Linked DNA regions of Mus musculus: all the other regions are linked to region 1. The links are chromatin contacts, called in public Hi-C and promoter capture Hi-C maps. All regions are on one chromosome and are shown on one strand. Each heading gives the region's core, a stretch centred on a gene start, on an enhancer-like site or on the middle of the called end of the contact. The rest is flanking DNA. Distances are from core to core; before and after follow the strand shown. Region 1 holds the start of Slc39a8 (solute carrier family 39 (metal ion transporter), member 8). Region 2 overlaps Slc9b1 (solute carrier family 9, subfamily B (NHA1, cation proton antiporter 1), member 1). Region 3 holds the start of Manba (mannosidase, beta A, lysosomal). Region 4 overlaps Manba (mannosidase, beta A, lysosomal).

Region 1 (4,376 bases), core at 1,173-3,672:
AAGACCTACCATTGTATCTGCCTTGTTTCAAAATACATCAGTAAAATATATGGACATTTCAGTAATTGCAACATGTAATTTCTCAAACATTAAATCAAATATAAAAACATACGAGAAATGAAGCTTAAGGCCGTTTACATTTTAAAAACTCAGCATGGAGCAGCACAAACTCCTTCTAGGTCAAAGAAAGATCATATATCACGGCATCTGAAAAGCTCTGCATCTTGAATTATATACATTTTAACTAGTAAAAGATAGTAGTACCAGAAACAAATCCATGGGCTAGGGTCTGTAGCTTAGTGGTATAGTGTTTGACTTGCAAGCTAGACAAAATACGTCTAATTTAATCCCCAGGAAGGAAGGAAGGAACCTAACTATAATGCTAATGAATGTTGAGGAATTTATCTGAGTAAAGTTTCCTTCATTGTAATCAAAGATCAGACTCTTTGGAAAATGTCACGTTTCCAAAAGCAGAGCTGTAGAATATAGAATTTCCCAAACATCTTAGGAACAGAAACTTTTCTAGCAAACCTCCACTGCCCCCAAATGATAAACTCTATATGAACTGCCCCATCTGCTAGTTAGCGTGTAGGTAAGCAAGAACGTGTAGAATGAAGTATTGATTTAATTGCCACCTCTAATGGCTTGCTGGGCTGGGGATTAGAACTTGCGGTCTCCATCACCAGATGATAGCCCAAGCCCTGAGACAAATGTGATTTTTAATTACTCTATAAAGTTCAAGCCCACCCTTAAACCTGAGGCATTAGTACATGACTAGGTACGCATGTACTGAAAAAAATGTACGTTTTGTTATTTTGAATGAATTTTAGAGTTAAACACATGACATGACGTGACTAGAAAATGACTCCAACCCCAGGCTGGCACCAACTGAACCAGTAATCACGGGGTGATCTGAGTTTTAAGGTGTCCACAGTTTCCCCATCTGTAAGGTGTGCTGTTTCAGCCCTAACGGCCTTATGCAATATTCACAAGAGTGTTTTTAAATGGGAGTGGTCACTCACCCTGAAACTGATAAGGACCGCAGGTGACAGGTTCCTACTGCTGAATGTGTAAGTTAAGTAAATGGCTCTTTCCTTAAGAATTAAATATACCATTCCTATCTAAAGTTCATATCTTGGGTGAGTTTCCGCCCTCAACTACTTCGTAGACCTATCCGTTTTTCTATAGATCAACAAGTCCTCTGGTAGCTCAACTTCTCATTTTGGCTTGCCAGATCTCTAACTCAAGTCCCTTAATGCCCGGTGAACCAACCGGTGAGGATCAAATGACCGCTTCAAACTTGAAAAACTTCACGAAATCCTTTCTCTGGTGCTACTGCTCTGGGGATGGGAATCTGAGAAAACTGCAGAGAACGGGGCCACCCTTACCTGGTTGAAGTGCAGCTGGCCCAGGTCCAGCGCTCCCTGCTGGGATGCAGCCCCCAGACGCTCCAGCAGGCGCCCCAGCTGCGCGGCCGACAGGCTCCGGTTGGCGCCGAACACGCTCAGCACATCCTCACTGAAGGCGAGCTCCGGTCCCTCCGAGGGGTGTCCCAGGCTGGTGGCCGCCAGCAGCAGCAGCCCGGCCACTGCCCGGCCCGGAGCCATCGTGGAGCGCGCAGCTCCGGAGCTAGCTGATGCAGGGACCCGCGCCGGTGCCCCGGTGTCAGTGCCGTTAGGGTGGGGGTGGGAGGGTGCGCCGGTCCCGCGTCACTGCCTGGCCCAGTTAGCGAGACACTCCGTGCCCCCGCTCTGCAGTCTCAGACCTTCGGGGCATTGAAGAGGTAGAACAGCCAGAAGGGCGATAGGCAGTGTGGCCTCTCGGAGCCTCCTGCGGAGCCTGAGATAAAAGGAACAAAGGGGGACAGAGATAAAGGGCACTGGGTCAGCAGTCTGCGGGCCCCAGAGCTCTGAGTGGCCAGAGTCTCGAACTCCGAGCCGGGCGTGGGGCCAGCTGCCCGGAGCCTGGTTTGCTGAAGCCCCAGGATTTGCTTACAGTGTGGTGACTCTCGCTTGTCCCGGATATAAAGCCCCAACCGCGCCACACTTCGGGGAACTAAATCCTCTGACTGTGCAACCCCAACTCCTCTTCCTGTCTTGAGGCTTTTTTTTCCCGCCGCAGAAACGTGGAAGGGTCGGGACTGAAGCTCCCACCCCCCAAAAATCTGCAGAGAAACACTCCCTCGGGGTCCCCAGGTTCCCGCGTCTACGCTGGACCCTCTCTGCACAACTGGCTGTGAGCTTGGCAAGTTGAAACGGAGAAGTTGCTAGCCTCTCACCTCTACTGTCTATGTCAGCCCCTGAGGTTCAAATATATTCAAAATACTTCTCTCTCTCTCTCTCTCTCTCTCTCTCTCTCTCTCTCTCTCTCTCTCTCTCTCTCTCTCTGTCTGTCTTTCTCTCTCCTTTCTCTAAGAAACTCTGAGATCAGGCCCTGCACCCTTTAGAGATAAGAAGGGGAGGGAGAGTGTTGTCCCCGCCCCTGAAGCACGTGGTGTCACACTCCCCCAGGCTGATCTCCCAAGTGCGTCCACGCCGGGGCGCTTACCTCTCTGTCTGCCATCCCAGCCGCTGTGGTGCCTACTCCCTGGAGCCCACCTCCACGGTGGGATCCCTAGCCCCCTTCCTGGTGTCCCGGCCCACTTTTTTGGTGACCTCCATGAAATCAGCTTCCTGCAACGGTGTCTAGAGCCCCTTGCATTGTCTCAAAAATGAACAGGAATTGGTTTTTTGCCTCACTTCTTAAAAATCAGAGGAGAAAGAGGAAACCAAATCAGTCGCAAGTTGGTGGGCTAGCTGAGCCAGCAGGGGCCTCGCGGGCCCTTCCTGACGCCGCTCGGGATATCCGCAGATCACAAGGAATGTTTATTTGCTCAGACGAAGGTTCAAGAAAAGCTGAGTTGGGTGTCAGGTCAACAAGTTTGTGTAAAGTGAATGTGGTGTTTGGGGACAAAGGTTGTGTCCGGTGGATGAAACGATCTAGAAATAAAGAAATAAAGTGAAACCCGCTCGGCTGTCAGAAAAAGAATTCAAAGTGCTGTTCATGCCTTTCAGGATGGGTGTGTGTGTGTGTTTTACCCTCCTAAAAACAGCAAGTTTAAAAACAGGCAGACAGCTAACAGAAAAACAAGGTAGAAGGAAAAAGAAACTATTACTCATAAGAAATTTGGCGCTCTCCCTCTCTCTTTCTCTCTCTCTCTCTCTCTCTCTCTCTCTCTCTCTCTCTCTCTCTCTCTCTCTCTCCCCCCCCCCGTGTGTGTGTGTGTGTGTGTGTGTGTGTGTGTGTGTGTGTGTGTGTGTGGCAGGAGGGGGGGCGGGGGCGGGGGTGCTGGATTCTAGGAAGATGGGGGCCTAGGCAAGAACAACAGAAGGACTTTCCTGTGATAGAGGTGGGGATATGTTCCGTCTCACACCAGAGGCATTAGGCAGCTGTACAGGGCAGCTGCCAGGAGGAAGTTTTCTGCATAAGTGTGCCAAGCCTTAATGTGGAGAATAATTTCTTCATGACTGGAAGCAATTCAGATCAACAGATCCCAGGTGAGAAGCACTCACCTGTACATGACAAAAAGCCCTGCCTTGAAAGGCAGTGAACTAAATGATCCTGAGGCTGGACTCTTTCCAATTAAAAAAAAAAAAAAATCTGTCCGATGTTGGTATTAATTTACAGAACGGTACTGATGCTCAAAGGGCAAACCTCTCACAAAAGGGCCAAATGTAAGTTGATAGCACAAAGGAGCTCTTGCATCTACCCAGCTGATAAGTTTCTGATTAAAAAAAAAAAGTCTCTTCAACTTTTTAGTGGAGTTTTAAGTGTAGTATATTGTCTATTTCTCCCTTTTTGCTTTAGTGACAAACGAGCAAGTGGCTTCTGAGCACGAGTGGATCCTTTAAAAGGCTGGACTCCTTATCTGGCATTAAAGCCCTGGGAGGCCTTTGGTCCTGTGGAGGCCTGATGCCCCTGTGTAGGGGGATGCTAGGGAGGTGAGACAGGAGTGGGTTGGTGGGTGGGTGACCGAGGGGAGGGAGGGTGGGATTGGGGTTTGCAGAGGGGAATCTGGGAGAGGAGACAAATTTTGAAATGTAAATAAATAAAATAACCAATAAAAAAAGAAAGCTAGAAGGAAAAAAAAAAAGGCTGGCCTCCATCCAAAGGGTGGTCTCTTCTTTTCAGGATATCCACAGCTAACTCTGTGGATAAAAATGAAGTGCTGAGCTGTTTGGGTAGTGGACAAGTGCAGCGAATGAATTTTCAATAATACAAAGGTTACGTTGTGGATTTCTTTAGGTATAATTTATTTGACAGCCACTGGGTAAGCACATATTTACCAGCCAATTGAACCCTATGGAACAATAAAATAATAACCTGCTTGAAAACTT
Region 2 (4,376 bases), core at 1,078-3,577, 430 kb after region 1:
CGCTAGAGGAGGAGAAGGGACACAACAACCACATAAGGCCTTAGGGCAACCAGAGCAGGTGGTGGCCTCCGACACTGGCAGATTGCTGATATAGGATAGCAGATAAGTTTAGGGCAATAGGTTCTACACCCAGCAATTGTGTTATCTGGCAAGTTTTAAAATATAAAACTGCCTAGTGTTTTCCATCCATGGAGCTAAGGTGGACAAGAGAAGAAAGAGAGCAAGTTTTCTTTTTTTCCCCTAATTTATTTGTTTGTAGATCTTTCTATGCAGCCCTGACTGGCTTGTGTAGACCAAGTTGGTCTTGAACTCGACAAACAGAGCTTGCCTCTGTCTCTATGGTGCTGGGAATAAAGGCATGTGCCACCATGCCCAGCCTCTGACTAATTTTTTAACTAAAGTGATGGGAATTCAAGGGAATTTTTTCTTTCTCTTTAGGTTCATGTAGTTTTACTATGCTTACTTTGTATTACAATATAGAATTCACAATCGTCACAAAGACCACCTTGCATTTTTCTAGGGTATTTACTGACTGACTTGATTCTTGAACTATGCAGGTATTAGACTGAAGGACCACTGCAGTTGACTGCAGTTTTTATTAAAATTTACTCTGAACCAAGAACCAGAGGAAAGCCCAGTAGAGAAATTGTGTTTAGCGAATCCTGGTTTTTACAAACAATCTTTAAACTTCTGTACTGTAACTTTTTTTTTTTTGGTCAGGTGAGATAAATCATGAGACATAGCAGGTGATGATGGCAAGCTTTTTAATGATGGAAGTTCGAGAGCTCAACTTTCAAAGGGAATGTCACCTCACTCTGTTCAAGGATTTTGGGTCCCAGTATGCCGATGAGGAGGGCTCCATTTGGAGCTGTAATCAGGATGGCTAGGAAGGCCACTGTCATCACAGCCTTCGCGTATCCTTCCAAGTGGGGTGCCATGACCCTTGCTGTTTCTAGAGCCAGAGGTCCTAAGACAGCCTGCAGTTGGGGATGATACAGGGGAAAAATGTTGCTCAGAGTCAACACTTGATAAAAGTAGATGGCTGTTATAGATGCACACAATGAAACTGAGTGATAAAGTACTGGAAGGAAAAAAACCAGGGTAATTTGTATCATTTAGTCATTAATTGTGTATTCTTCCTAGCAAATCTATCTGGAAGAAATCAGAATAGGGGAGAAGCAGGCAGAAGTGTTAAATTGAAAACATTTGTTCTAACTCATATGTGGGACACATGCCTCTACTTGTGTAAAAATGTTGGCTGGTGGGATAGTTAGTGGCAGAGCACTTGCCTACCATGTGCAAGATCTTGAGTTTGAAAAAAAATTGATACATTGGTTTTTCCAGTTCTTAAAATTTGCACAGAGTACAATGTAGGCCAGATGCCAGGAAGAGGGGACAAGGAGAAGCAGAGTAAACAAGCTGCAAACTGGGGGTGGGGGTGGGGTAGGGAGAGGCTCTTCTGCACAACTGCTTGCTTCTCACTCTGCCTGCTTTAGGAAATGACGAATAATGTGCAAACCCACCATGTATCACTGGAAGTGGGTGTAACAGACAGACAGAGAGGCATTCTCTTTATAGACCTAGTGTTTCCTAGAATAAAGCAGGTTATTACTGTTTATGACTTAAAGGTAAGATAAAGTAACTATAATATTGCTCGTGGATCAGCACTATATGACAGAAATTATGCTGAGAGTTTTACAGGAATTCTTTCACCCACTCCCACCACACCACCTTTTAGTAAATATGGTCCTAGGCCCTTATATAAAATGAGCAAATCAATGAGCTGAGAGATGAAGGAGTAACCAGCTAATGACCGAGCACGCAACAGAGCATTCAACACCAAGTCTGGCCTTAATGCCTTCAGTTCTAATCCTAATCATTTTGGGTTTCACAGAAATGTACAAGCTTCAATTTTGTAACAGCAAAATGGAGAAGAAAAAAAAATCCCAGGAAAGCAAGGTCTTAAGCTGCTATGTTAACAGTTGAACAATAAGTAACAATACCGCTTTATATTAGGAAATTATTGCAGAATTGGATGACAAAACTACAGTCTTCATTAATTCAGTCATTTGTTTGTGTAGGCATGCAGACCACGGTAACCTCTGTCCTGGCAAGGGGGTTTGTTTCTCAACTTGACACAAGTTAGAGTGTTTGGGAAGAAGAACCTCAATTGAGAAAATGTCGCTATCAGATCGCCTGTGGGCAAGTCTGCACAGCATTTTCTTGATTAATGATTGATGTGGGAGGGCCCAGCCCATTGTGGGAGCTGCTACCCTTGGATCCATCCGTGGTCTTGAATGATTTATGGAAAGCAAGCCAGTAAGCAACATTGATTCTCCATGACCTTTGCTTTGGGCCCTGCCCCAAGTTCCTGTGCTGACTTCCCATGATGAGGTCTGTGACATCGAAGTCCAAGATGAAATAACCCTTTCCTCCTCGAGCTGCTTTTGGTCATAGACAGAAACCTTAACTAAGACAACTTTTTATCAGGTATGATGACAAGCAGTAGGGGAAATGAAAAAGGAAACAAGTAAAATGACCCCCAAAAACACTCTCTGTCCTTCCTGGCAGTGACAGTTATGTAACATAAAAACAAATATCTGCATGTGCTTGTGTGCTGGAGGGAGTGTCAGGATGTGCAAAGATGTACTTACGAAAACCAGTGTGTCTCCAGAGTCATAACACTTACCTCTGTAGCAGCCAGTAAAATAAAAAATCATATATTATGATATATACTTATTTTATTTTAAACTTTTTGTTTGTTTTAAGATAGGGTCTATATATGCAGCCCTGGCAGTCCTAGAACTCGCCACATAGACCAGGCTGTCCTGGAGCTTACAGTGATCTGCCTGCCTCTGCCTTCCAGGGGTGGAATAAAAGTATATGCCCCGACACCCTTGATTTATTTTATACTTTAGGGAAGTAGAAAAAGAAAGCATTTTCATAAAATTTAGAGATTGTTATTTTCTTCTCAATTTCAGAGTAATTGCTTTAAAATAAACCTTTTAAAATTTTGTATTAAGTGTGCATGTGTGTACATGTGTTACATGTGTGTACACATGTGCGTGTATAAACATGTGCATGTGTGTAAGTATATGTACATGTGTTACATGTGTGTATGTGTGTGCATGTGTATACATGTATGTGTGCATGAGTGTGTGTGAACATGTGTATAAATGTTTGCGCACATGGGGAGGCCAGATGACATCAGCCATTCTCTTCTGTCACTCTCTGCCTTATTCCTGGGAAACAAGTTTTACCGATGTGCTGGAGGCTGCCAAGCCACATTAGTCCTCGTATCACCTCTGCCCCTGCCCTTCCTTCTCCACACCCAGTGCTGAGATCACAGGCTCTGAAGCCAAGCCTTTTTTCATGTAGGTGCTGGGGACCCACATTCAGCTTCTAGACTTGCGTAGCAACACTCTTTCCCCTTGAACATTCTCTCCAGCTCGGGGCTTGAAAATGTAAGGAACCAAACATGACAAAAGTTAGGTAAATTAGAGGATAATTTGTGATTTGAGAAATATTTTTCATTTAGAACTTTAAAAACTTGTCAAAACTAAAATTATTATAATGACTTTTATGTTCCTACCTGGACTGTAGCTTTAGGGATCCATGATAAAGCAATAAATACTTTCTCCTTAAAACGGAAGTTAGCAAAAGACATCAGTACAAAAGTGGATAAAATTCGAACAGATAGTGCCAAACCCAAGGTAGCAAGGCACATGCCTATAACACATATAAACAAATGTAAAAAACAAAGCTATTTTTGCAATGAGAGAGGAATTTCTCTGAATTCTAAAATTTCTGAAAATATTTTGAGGCTGTTGCTTCATTATATCTATTTTTAATTAAAATAGTAATTATAACGAGTATAAAACAAAGATGAGGGGTGTAGGGTGTGTGTGTAGAGGTGCAGGGGTGTGCCGGGGTGTGCGTGTGCACTTGCTCAGCCTGAGGTTTGTCCTGTCTCCCTGGATGGCTTCTCTGTGAGACTTACTACTTTACTATACTGGCAAGCCTCAGGGATCCTGTCTCTCCTCCCAGGGTGGCTGAGACTGCTTCTGATGTGGGTGCTGGGGATGGATCAAGCAGAGTCGTAAGGACGGCATGACTAGTAATTTACCGAGCATGCCATCTCCCTAGCCTCTGTGGAGGCTCTGTCTAAAGTCTTAGATGAGGTCGTGGTAGGGGAACCATGAGAAGAAGGACTGAGACACGCCATTCTGTTCACTCGATGGAATGTGTTTACAGGAATGCAACCAGGAGCACCTGACAGTGTCTAGTGTTTCCTGTAGACTCTTCCTAGGGATCATGTGGGAGACAGGGTTGCCTTTGACTGAAACAAAGAAATGTACAAGGTGGGGGAAAGAAAG
Region 3 (4,376 bases), core at 976-3,475, 340 kb after region 1:
GCAGAAAACTAAAGCTGCTTCAGCCTCAGCACTGGCTGGGGTCGGGTTATCATTTTGTCTAATTGCTTTTTCTTTTTCAATCCTCACTCCCTCCCTTGAGACCCGGTTGACTGATTGAGCTGGCTTGGTCACTTAGAAAGCTTTCAAAATTGTGCAGGCAAACGTCCTGGGGACGTGGTTCAGCTGGTGAAGTGCTTGTCCTCAAGGAGGGCCCGGGTTGAGATTCCACTGTAATCCTGGCAATGGGAGAGTGGAGACTGTGGCTAACTCGTCTAGGCATTCACTGAGCTTGGGGTTCAGTGAAAGTCCCGGACTCAATAAATAAGGTAAATATGACTGATGACAGTCAACACCAACCTCTGGATCACACACACACACACACACACACACACACACACACACACACACAATTATGCAGGCTTACTATGTAGTTCAGCATGGATGTTCCTCAAACCATTAAAAATGGTGACACTCAACCTGTATTAGTAGCTCAAGCCTTTAATCCTAGCACTCGGAAGGCAGAAACTTGTGAAGTTTGAAGCCAGCCTGCCAGGGCTACACAGAGAAACCCTGTCTTGAAAAAAAAAAAAGCAAACAAGGCAAATTAACAAAGAATACAAAACAAAAACAACTCTGTCTCAAAAACAATAGCAATAAAAAGAACCACTAGGAATAAGCCCCCCCCTCCCCCATAACAGCTGCACCACTCCTTCCGATACCTGAAGGATCCTAGGACAGCATAGTGCAGAAATATCTGTGTAGCCATTTGGTTGCGGCATGATAGCCAAGTGATGGAATCAGCCCAGATGCCCACTAACAGACAAATGGTTAAAGAAAATCACACACACACACACACACACACACACACACACACACACACACACACATTTTCCATAGGAAAAATGATGTAATTAGGCTGTGCATGATGGTAAACACTTATATCTCCAGCACATGGGAGGAGGAGGCAGGAGGATCAGGAGTTCAGGTGGTCCTCAGTTACATTGGGAATTCAAGGTCAGCCTGAACTACATGGGATCCTGTCTCAAAAGCCAGAAAAAAAAAAGAAGGTAAGGATAATGAAGACAATAAAAATTGGTAACAAAACAACAACATAAGACAAATGAGAATGAAAACAAGATATGGCATGTTTTTACTCATGTTGACTCTAGATGTAAATATATGTATTCATAAGTGTACGTATATAGGACACCATAATGGAAAGAAACTCCTTGAACGAGGGAGGGATCACGTGGTGGCAAGACCCAGTAAAAAGTGAATATGGGCAGAGAACATGGTGCACTCACATGAAACTATCATAAAGAAACCTACCACACTGTTGGATGACAGACTCTCATTTAAAAAAAAAATGTCAGCACGGTATTCAGGCTTTAGGATTGGGGTGTAGTTCGGTGGTGGTACAATGTGTGCTTAGTATACTCATGGTTCTGGGTCTCTCTCTCTCTCTCTCTCTCTCTCTCTCTCACACACACACACACACACACACACACACACCACACACACACTTGCACACACTCCCCTCCCAAATATTTAGGCTCCTCATTAGCATCAACAACCAAACTTTACTAGTGCTCTCCCCAATCCCTTGTGTTTATTTCAAACCTGACGCACGAGGCTTCAAAGCAGAAAAAGAAAACCCGGACATCCTAGGGTCGGCGAACTTTGATTAACTAAAAGCTACAAGCATCCAGATGATTGCAACAGTAACCCTGTCCGGAGGGAGAAAGGTAAGTCCTCTTAGGAAATGCTTGAGCAGAGAATCACCACAATAAGTAGACAGCAGACATACCGTTTGTTTCATATACACAACTTCCGCCTTCCAAGGTCACTGAAGACCCAGCGAGGGAGGGTCAGTGTCCACAACTGGCCTGAACTCCCAGGCCATTCCCCCAACTGCCCACAGCTGCACCTACTGACCTGGACCCGCATGGGGGGTGTGGGGGGTGACTGTGCGTCCTACCTGGATCAGCCCGTGCTGGTGCAGGGCGCTGTGCACATAGCCGGGGACAGTCGCCGGTAGCTCCAGGGAGCCATTCCCGTTGCTCACCCGCCAGCTCCCGCTCAGGCTGTAGCTAGGACCTGCCACCACGCAGCCGGCCCGAAATAGCGCCAATATCAAGAGCAGGTGAAGATGCATGCTGACCGCTCGCAAGCAGGAACCCGGCAGTGTCGCCCAAGCCTTGCCAAGGCCTGGACGCTGTGTCCCCGCCCCGAGCACGGACCCGCCCCCAGGTCAGCTGAGCGCTTCCCGCAGCCCTGCAGGGAGGAACTGAAGCCGGGACCCGCCACGCGGGTACAAGCACCGCCCAGGGCCAGGGTCTCTGCGACCTGTGAGCTGGGCTTCTCGCTCCAGCTCGATCCTGTAAGTGGGGCGCTCATCCGAATGATGAAAAGCGACAGAAAAGTCTGGAAAGCAGAGTCTGACCATTTGGGAGACGACAGGTGCGCGTCCACAATAGTACGCAGGCTCTGCCCGGGGACAGCTCCTACCACGCCTGACCAGCAGATTGTACATGGTCCCCCGGCCCCAGGATTTGTCAGGCTGAACGCTCCCTCAATACGCGACCTGCTGGGACTAAACAGTGCTAACTATAAACTCGTAGGGTTGCTTCAACTGTTGACTGAGAGGCGCCATGTGCTCCCTGTTAGTGGTGGCTACATCATGGAGCTGCTTCTGAGGTTCCTATGAAACTGCGTTAGTGTTACAGGTGAGTCTGAAATTCCCTCCTTCACTGTTGAGTTGTGGGACTGAACAAGCAACAGAATTCCCATTCCCTGAATTTAAAAGAATGCAGATGCCAAGCGTGCTGGCGCACGCCTCTAATCCCAGCACTTGGGAGGCAGAGGCAGGCGTATTTTTGAGTTCGAGGCCAGCCTCCTCGAACAAAGTGAGTTCCAGGATAGCCAGGGCTACACAGAGAAACCCTGTCAAAAAAAAAAAAAAAAAAAAAAAGAATGCAGACGCTTAGCCGGGCCGTGGTGGCATACGCCTTTAAGCCCAGCACTTGGGAGGCAGAGGCAGGCGGATTTCTGAGTTCGAGGCCAGCCTGGTCTACAAAGTGAGTTTCAGGACAGCCAGGTCTACACAGAGAAACCCTGTCTCGAAAAAAACAAAACAAAACAATGCAGACACTAATTTCAGAGACGGAGACGCAGGCTGGGTTCTTCATCTTCTTTTAAATAAACAAAACACCCCACATTTTACTTACTAATTTCATGGAGGAGTTGAATGGGGGTTCCTGCCACAGCGAGCGTGTGGAAGTCAGCAGACAGCTTGTGAGGAGTCCCAGGGCTAGAACTTAGGGTGTCAGGCTTAGAGACATTCCCCCTTAACGGCTGCTCTATCTCATTGGCCCCTGGGTTCTTCTCATGAAGCAAAACTCGGAATATATATATATATATATATCTACTACAGCTTAAGCAAGGACATTGAGAGACGCTTCAGAAAGGACAGCAGTACCCAGAGGACAAAGTTCAGCTGTCTCAAGGCAGAAGAGCAAGCATAAGGAAGTTGAAGTTGGTGTTTTCTGTGCGTTTGAAGTTACACTGTTTAAAAGACAGGTGAAGGGAGGTGCAGGTAGTGGCTCACAACCTGTAAGCCTGAAGTCTAACGACACTGTGACTGGCTATAACCTGGAATCAAGGCACTTAGGAGACAGAGGGAGGAGGATCAGGAGTTCAAGACTGTCGTTGTCTACATAGGGACCTTGAAGCCAGCTTGTTTCAAAAATGTAACAATGGTTGGACGGGAGAGGTGACTCAGTGGTTAAGAGCACTTGTTTTTTGTTTGTTTGTTTGTTTGTTTGTTGTCTTTTGTTTAGTCGGCAGATCTGCAACTTCATTCGGCATTCAGCAGGTTAGTTCTCATCCACACCGACCTTCTATAGATTTCTGAATGTGGTACCAGGTAGGTAAGTTAACAGTTTGTAGAATTTGTTTGGTGAGTCCCCATCCTCATTATGTTTTCTGGACAAACGTACATGAATATATGATGGAGCATTGAGCCCGGCATCAGTGTAAACATCTGGAGTTCCCATTTCCTTCATGGCAAATGTCCCAAGGGGCACGCTCCTTGAAGCCTACTTCGGTGTGTGTGCTTGAGAATGCTAATGGCGCATTCTCTGGTCATCACTTCTTTTATGGCAGAATGGCTCTTCTGCTCGCCGCTTTTCTTTGTGGGAACCATTTTGCCAGGCCAAGTTCAAGAACACTCATTCTTGCAGAGGACTTGCATTCAATTTCCAGCACCCACTTTGTGACTCACAGACACCTGTAACTCTCGTCCCAGTAAATCCAAGGTCCTCTACAGACCTCTGATGGCATGAGACATGCATGTCCTGTACATACATATAGACATA
Region 4 (4,376 bases), core at 612-3,111, 310 kb after region 1:
GATAAGTACGTTTCTACTACAGAGAAAAATGAAAGTGTGCCTCTCACCCCTCACCAAGGAAACTTGTCTTTTGCAGCAGACAGAGACCACCTCAGAAAACTACAACTAGTCAAAATACAGAGATCACCAGAATTCCCAGGCACAATGAGGACAGCCACAGCACGGCTCCTGCACCCGGGCCCAGGAGATATTAAGGAAGAGGTGGTGGCCAATTTGAAAGAGCCGGAAGATCTGCAAGTCTGCTGGGACTGCTGGGACCCCCGTACCCATGAAACCTCAACAGTGACAATATGGCTCCCTAAACAAGACCCGGACAATGAAAGACCAAATGAGTGGGGACATTTTCACAGGGTCCTACCCCTAAGCAAAAGACAACCGCCTTCAAGTGACTGTGGAGAGAGGGAGGATTCACTTTCCCAGGAAGGGGTCCCTGAGTGGTTATCCCTGACATCATGTACACAAAAGCAACAGACTCATCAGGCCAGGCAGTGGTGGCACACGCCTTTAATCCCAGCACTTGGAAGGCAGAGGCAGGTGCATCTCTGAGTTCGAGGCCAGCCTGGTCTACAGAGTGAGTTCCAGGACAGCCAGGGCTACACAGAGAAACCCGTCTTAAAAAACAAACAAACAAACAAACAAAGATTGAGCTATACAGGCAAGAAAGCAGGGCATTTTCTTAATTAGTGATTATGTGAGCCGGCCCAGCCCATTGTGGGCAGTTCCATCCCTGGGCTTGTGGTCCTGGGTTCTACAAAAAAACAGGTTGAGCAAGCCATGAGGAGCAAGCCAATAAGCAGCACCCTCCACAGCCTCTGCATCCGCTCCTGCCTCCCACCCTGCTTGGATTCCTGCCCTCACTGCTTTTGATGATGAACTGTTACATGGGACTGTGAGTAAAATCAACCCCTCCCTCCCCAGGATGGTTGTGGTCACGGTGTTTCATTGCAGCAATGATAACCCCAGGTAAGACAGCAGCAAGGAGAGAACAAAATATTCAACACCACACCAAGCTTCAGATCACTTAATTCCCTCAGCCAACGAGGATGTTCGTTCACTGATTCAGAAAGTACCTGTGACGCCCTGTGACTCGGGCTGGGGTACATCAACGCACAGCGCTGGAACACAAAAACTTTTAAGCTGAGGATGTGGCTCAGCAGGGGAGCGCTTGCTTCTATACACAAGGCCCCAGGTTTCATACACAGGACCAAACAGTCAGGCATCTCTCGCAAGGAAGCCTCTTTCTTCCACCTTGAGTTAGGGAAAGGAAGTGGAAGGCCTCTATCAGAGGAAATGCTTGTGCAAATGTCATCAGGATGCAGCCTGCTCCAACGGGAGGAGGTGGGGCGAAGACTGAGCTAGGAGCTTGGGACATTAGCCTCCTGATGGTGCCAAGCTGTTGAAAGATAAAAATTATGAACTTTGAAAAGCATATCTAGTCTTATCAGCCCCTACCTCAGTACATATGGACGCAGAAGTCCCAGTTTCTGTTTTAAGGATAGGGATGCTGGGGGCATTTTTGTCCGAAGAGACCATGCCAACTGCTCCGTGGATAATTACTTGAAAGAAGGCAAATGGAGTTGTGGGAATACCGGCTAGGTGACTAGGGCAACGTGCTGTGCAAGAAGTGACTGGACCCAGAGGCAAAGAATAAAGGTTGTCTTGGAAATTGGCAGGAACTAGAATGTGGGATCCAGTTGGAGTAAACAGATCACTGATGGCGTGCCCTTGAGGGTACACCCTATCTCAGTCACTCCCTCCGTATCCCTCTGCTTCCGGGGCGCCACGAGGTAAGCAGCTTTGTCCCGCACTCCCTTCTACCTTGCTGTTCCACCTCACCACAGGCGCAGAGCCAGAGAGCAAGGACTGAGTACCTTTGAAACTGAAAATCAAAAGAGATGCTCCGCCAACCCCCAATCTGTACAACTCAGCGTGTTACCATGGTGATGAGAAGTGACGGACAAGAAGGGAGGAGGGAAGTAGAAAAGATAGAGGCGACTAATGTGCTGAGCAGAGGAGGAAGCAGAGATGTAGAGACTTTAGAAGGGTCAAACACTTGATGAAGAAAGTAACATTTGCAAGCAGGACCAGTCCGAGAAGGGGGCGGGGGCGGGGAGGCGGGGCGGGGGAAGGCAGGGGAGAAGAAGAGTAACATTTTCTTCTTAAAAGCTAAAATGTCTTCCAGAACTTTGGAATCAGAGGCAGGAAGATCCCTGTGAGTTCAAAGCCAGCCTGGTCTATATGATGAGTTCTAGGCTAGCCGGGGCTACATAGTGAGCCACTGTCTCAAAAAACAGAAACAGAAACAGAAACCAACCAACCAAACCTAAATGTTACATACAGTTATAATACAATAATCATGCATTAGTATATGTTCAAGTACCGTAGAACAGAATAAGCCTCAAAGAAAAATCATCTGTGGATCATACCTTCCCATTCTATATTTTAAGGTTCTAGCAGTAAAATATGAGAATATCTCAGGAAAAAATTTTTTCTTTTTTTCTTTTTTTTTTTTTTTGTTTGTTTGTTTGGTGGTTGGGAGTGGGGGTGATAGGATGTTTCTCTATGTAGTTCTGGCTGTCCTGGAACTCACTCTGCAGATCAGGCTGGTCTCCAACTCACAGAGATCTACCTGCCTGTGCCTCCCAAGTACTAGAGCTAAAGTGTGCACCACCACACCCAGCTGAAAATATATTTCTTTCAAGCAGGTTGCTAGTCACAAGACTCACTAGTAAGTTTTCACGACTGGTAACAGCTTTGATAAATATCAATGCTATAAAATAACTTATAGAGATGGGACTGTCACGCAGTTGGAAGAATTATCTCAGGGCTCTGCCTAACATGCACAGAGCCTTGGGTTTCATCCTTAGGGCCTTATAAAAGCAAGCAAGATTGTGCATACCTTAAACTCAGCACTCTGTAGAGAGGTGGGGGATGGATTGGAAATTGGAGGTCATCCTTGGATACATAGCAAGTTTGAAACCCACCAGGGCTAGAGGAGTCCCTGCCCGAAAAAAATATAATAATTTATAAAGTCCTATTAGCAGCTCCCCATATTATTAATAATATTATTATTAGCAGTTGTTCATATAAGTAATCCCAAGGCTTGGGAGGCTAAAGCAGGAGACCGCCGCTTTTAACAACATAGTAAGTTCTAGGCTAACCTAGGATATAACATCAAGTTCTGTTATCCACAGTGTGTGTGTGTGTGTGTGTGTGTGTGTGTGAACCTAAATTCTAAAACACGCTCCAGGAAGAAAACCTAGAAGAATGAGAATCCACCACAAAAATTCAGAAAATCTTGTTTTCAAGCCTTCAAGTCTGCCAGCCACAACGCTGCAGCCCACACACACTTGAGCGAACGAACATTCATTACCTTTCGGATGAAGTTGACGTGACATTCACCCTTCTGCTCCACCGGGGGGCACTCTGGGGGCACCCGGTAGCTAGTGTGAGCCTTGCTCTGACACTCTGCATACTGCACTGCTGACCGGAACTGCAGCTTTAAGGAGTTCACGTCTTTGACTACGTTGGTGACGTCAAAGCTCTGCAGGACAGAGGAAGGAAACACAGCTCCATTAGGAAGACCTAGTCTTGTGTATAACATTTTAGATAAAGGTAGACTACATGAAAGATACACACTACAGCCATGTCTAGAGCTAGTTTCATTAACAGAAGGAATCCCTCTGAAAGAGAACTTAATGGACGCCTTTAGTTACACCTCCAATCTCCTGTCCAAGCACAGATTCCTAGGCTTCTCCTATTTTTACAGGAATACGGCCCTAGAGAACTATGCAGAACAGAAAGTATCTTCATCCCTGGAACGACCTGTACACATGGCCTTGAGCTGCCAAAGATTCCTAGACACTATATAACAACCTGACCCACTGAAACACACGGTGTGTATTTCTAAGTCATCAGTGAGTTTTGCTTTCCAAAGCACACCCTTGAAACAGAAGGGAAGCACAATTTCAGAACAGATTTCCTTTTAAAATTGTCTGTCACTTGTCATTTCCCACGGACTTGGATCACCAGACCACTGAGGAGTGAACAGCCAAGCTGGAGCTGTAATTTCCTTCCTCGAGGCCCACAGAACCACCATGGGACTGGCACTGCCCCTAACAGCCTTCAAACGGGGCACCTGAGAAGCCCGGTCATTTACCAGTGTTTCAAAGGCCTTGACCTTGACGTATGGCAAATTACACAACGATCCTTCCCGGTTCACGAACATAAAGGCCAGCTCTTGTGAGTCTGGAGCCCTGTACTCACGTATCCAGTGAACATGTTGTCTGTCTTCCCAATGGTGACATTGTTGAACAGGATTTCTGCAACCGTGTCAACTCCATCAAAGATCAACTTTACCTTCTGCCATTCACTAA

Evidence for each region. Promoter capture Hi-C pulls out the DNA fragments that hold promoters and counts their contacts. Hi-C and Micro-C count contacts between places; a contact is called where the count stands out from the background. Capture Hi-C pulls out chosen DNA fragments and counts their contacts.
Region 2: a promoter capture Hi-C map of liver shows a contact between it and region 1, with 2.4 times the contacts expected there. The contact joins the enhancer-like site here to the promoter of Slc39a8 in region 1. A contact is called at or near these places in 8 of 39 promoter capture datasets (the C10 cell line, embryonic stem cells, hippocampal neurons and 4 more), 9 of 484 Hi-C or Micro-C datasets (CD4 T cells, the G1E-ER4 cell line, the HL-1 cell line and 6 more), 5 of 115 datasets of contacts at active chromatin or transcription factors (bone marrow-derived macrophages, fetal liver, pro-B cells and 2 more) and 4 of 9 other capture datasets (adipose tissue, embryonic stem cells, liver and 1 more).
Region 3: a contact with region 1 is called in a promoter capture Hi-C map of adipose tissue. The contact joins the promoter of Manba here to the promoter of Slc39a8 in region 1. A contact is called at or near these places in 2 of 115 datasets of contacts at active chromatin or transcription factors (memory CD8 T cells and pancreatic cancer cells) and 1 of 9 other capture datasets (adipose tissue).
Region 4: a Hi-C map of regulatory T cells shows a contact between it and region 1, with 4 times the contacts expected there. The contact joins the enhancer-like site here to the promoter of Slc39a8 in region 1. A contact is called at or near these places in 4 of 484 Hi-C or Micro-C datasets (CD4 T cells, CD8 T cells, the G1E-ER4 cell line and 1 more), 3 of 115 datasets of contacts at active chromatin or transcription factors (effector CD8 T cells, extraembryonic endoderm stem cells and pancreatic cancer cells) and 1 of 9 other capture datasets (adipose tissue).

The regions. Positions count from the first base shown.
Region 1 is chr3:135,823,703-135,828,078 of GRCm38.p6, reverse strand. It overlaps Slc39a8 (solute carrier family 39 (metal ion transporter), member 8), which reads right to left and starts at 2,422. Exons shown (of 9, transcript NM_001135149.1): 1 at 2,279-2,422; 2 at 1,389-1,839. The coding sequence starts at 1,607.
Region 2 is chr3:135,394,197-135,398,572 of GRCm38.p6, reverse strand. Slc9b1 (solute carrier family 9, subfamily B (NHA1, cation proton antiporter 1), member 1) reads right to left here. Exons shown (of 13, transcript NM_028946.4): 12 at 3,593-3,729; 13 at 746-977. The coding sequence ends at 765. Among named protein-coding and RNA genes, the nearest start is that of Cisd2, 27 kb to the left of the region's middle. Within about 2 kb of position 2,327, at least 12 of the 459 cell types and tissues checked have an H3K27ac peak or open chromatin away from gene starts, as enhancers often do. A contact at or near this core is called in liver, where this site is marked.
Region 3 is chr3:135,483,460-135,487,835 of GRCm38.p6, reverse strand. Manba (mannosidase, beta A, lysosomal) reads right to left here and starts at 2,225. Exons shown (of 17, transcript NM_027288.3): 1 at 1,979-2,225. The coding sequence starts at 2,155. Gm30992 (a long non-coding RNA gene) reads left to right here and starts at 2,235. Exons shown (of 3, transcript XR_376111.4): 1 at 2,235-2,726; 2 at 3,840-3,874.
Region 4 is chr3:135,510,971-135,515,346 of GRCm38.p6, reverse strand. Manba (mannosidase, beta A, lysosomal) reads right to left here. Exons shown (of 17, transcript NM_027288.3): 3 at 4,267-4,372; 4 at 3,374-3,544. Among named protein-coding and RNA genes, the nearest start is that of Manba, 28 kb to the right of the region's middle. Within about 2 kb of position 1,861, at least 43 of the 459 cell types and tissues checked have an H3K27ac peak or open chromatin away from gene starts, as enhancers often do. A contact at or near this core is called in CD8 T cells, effector CD8 T cells and regulatory T cells, where this site is marked.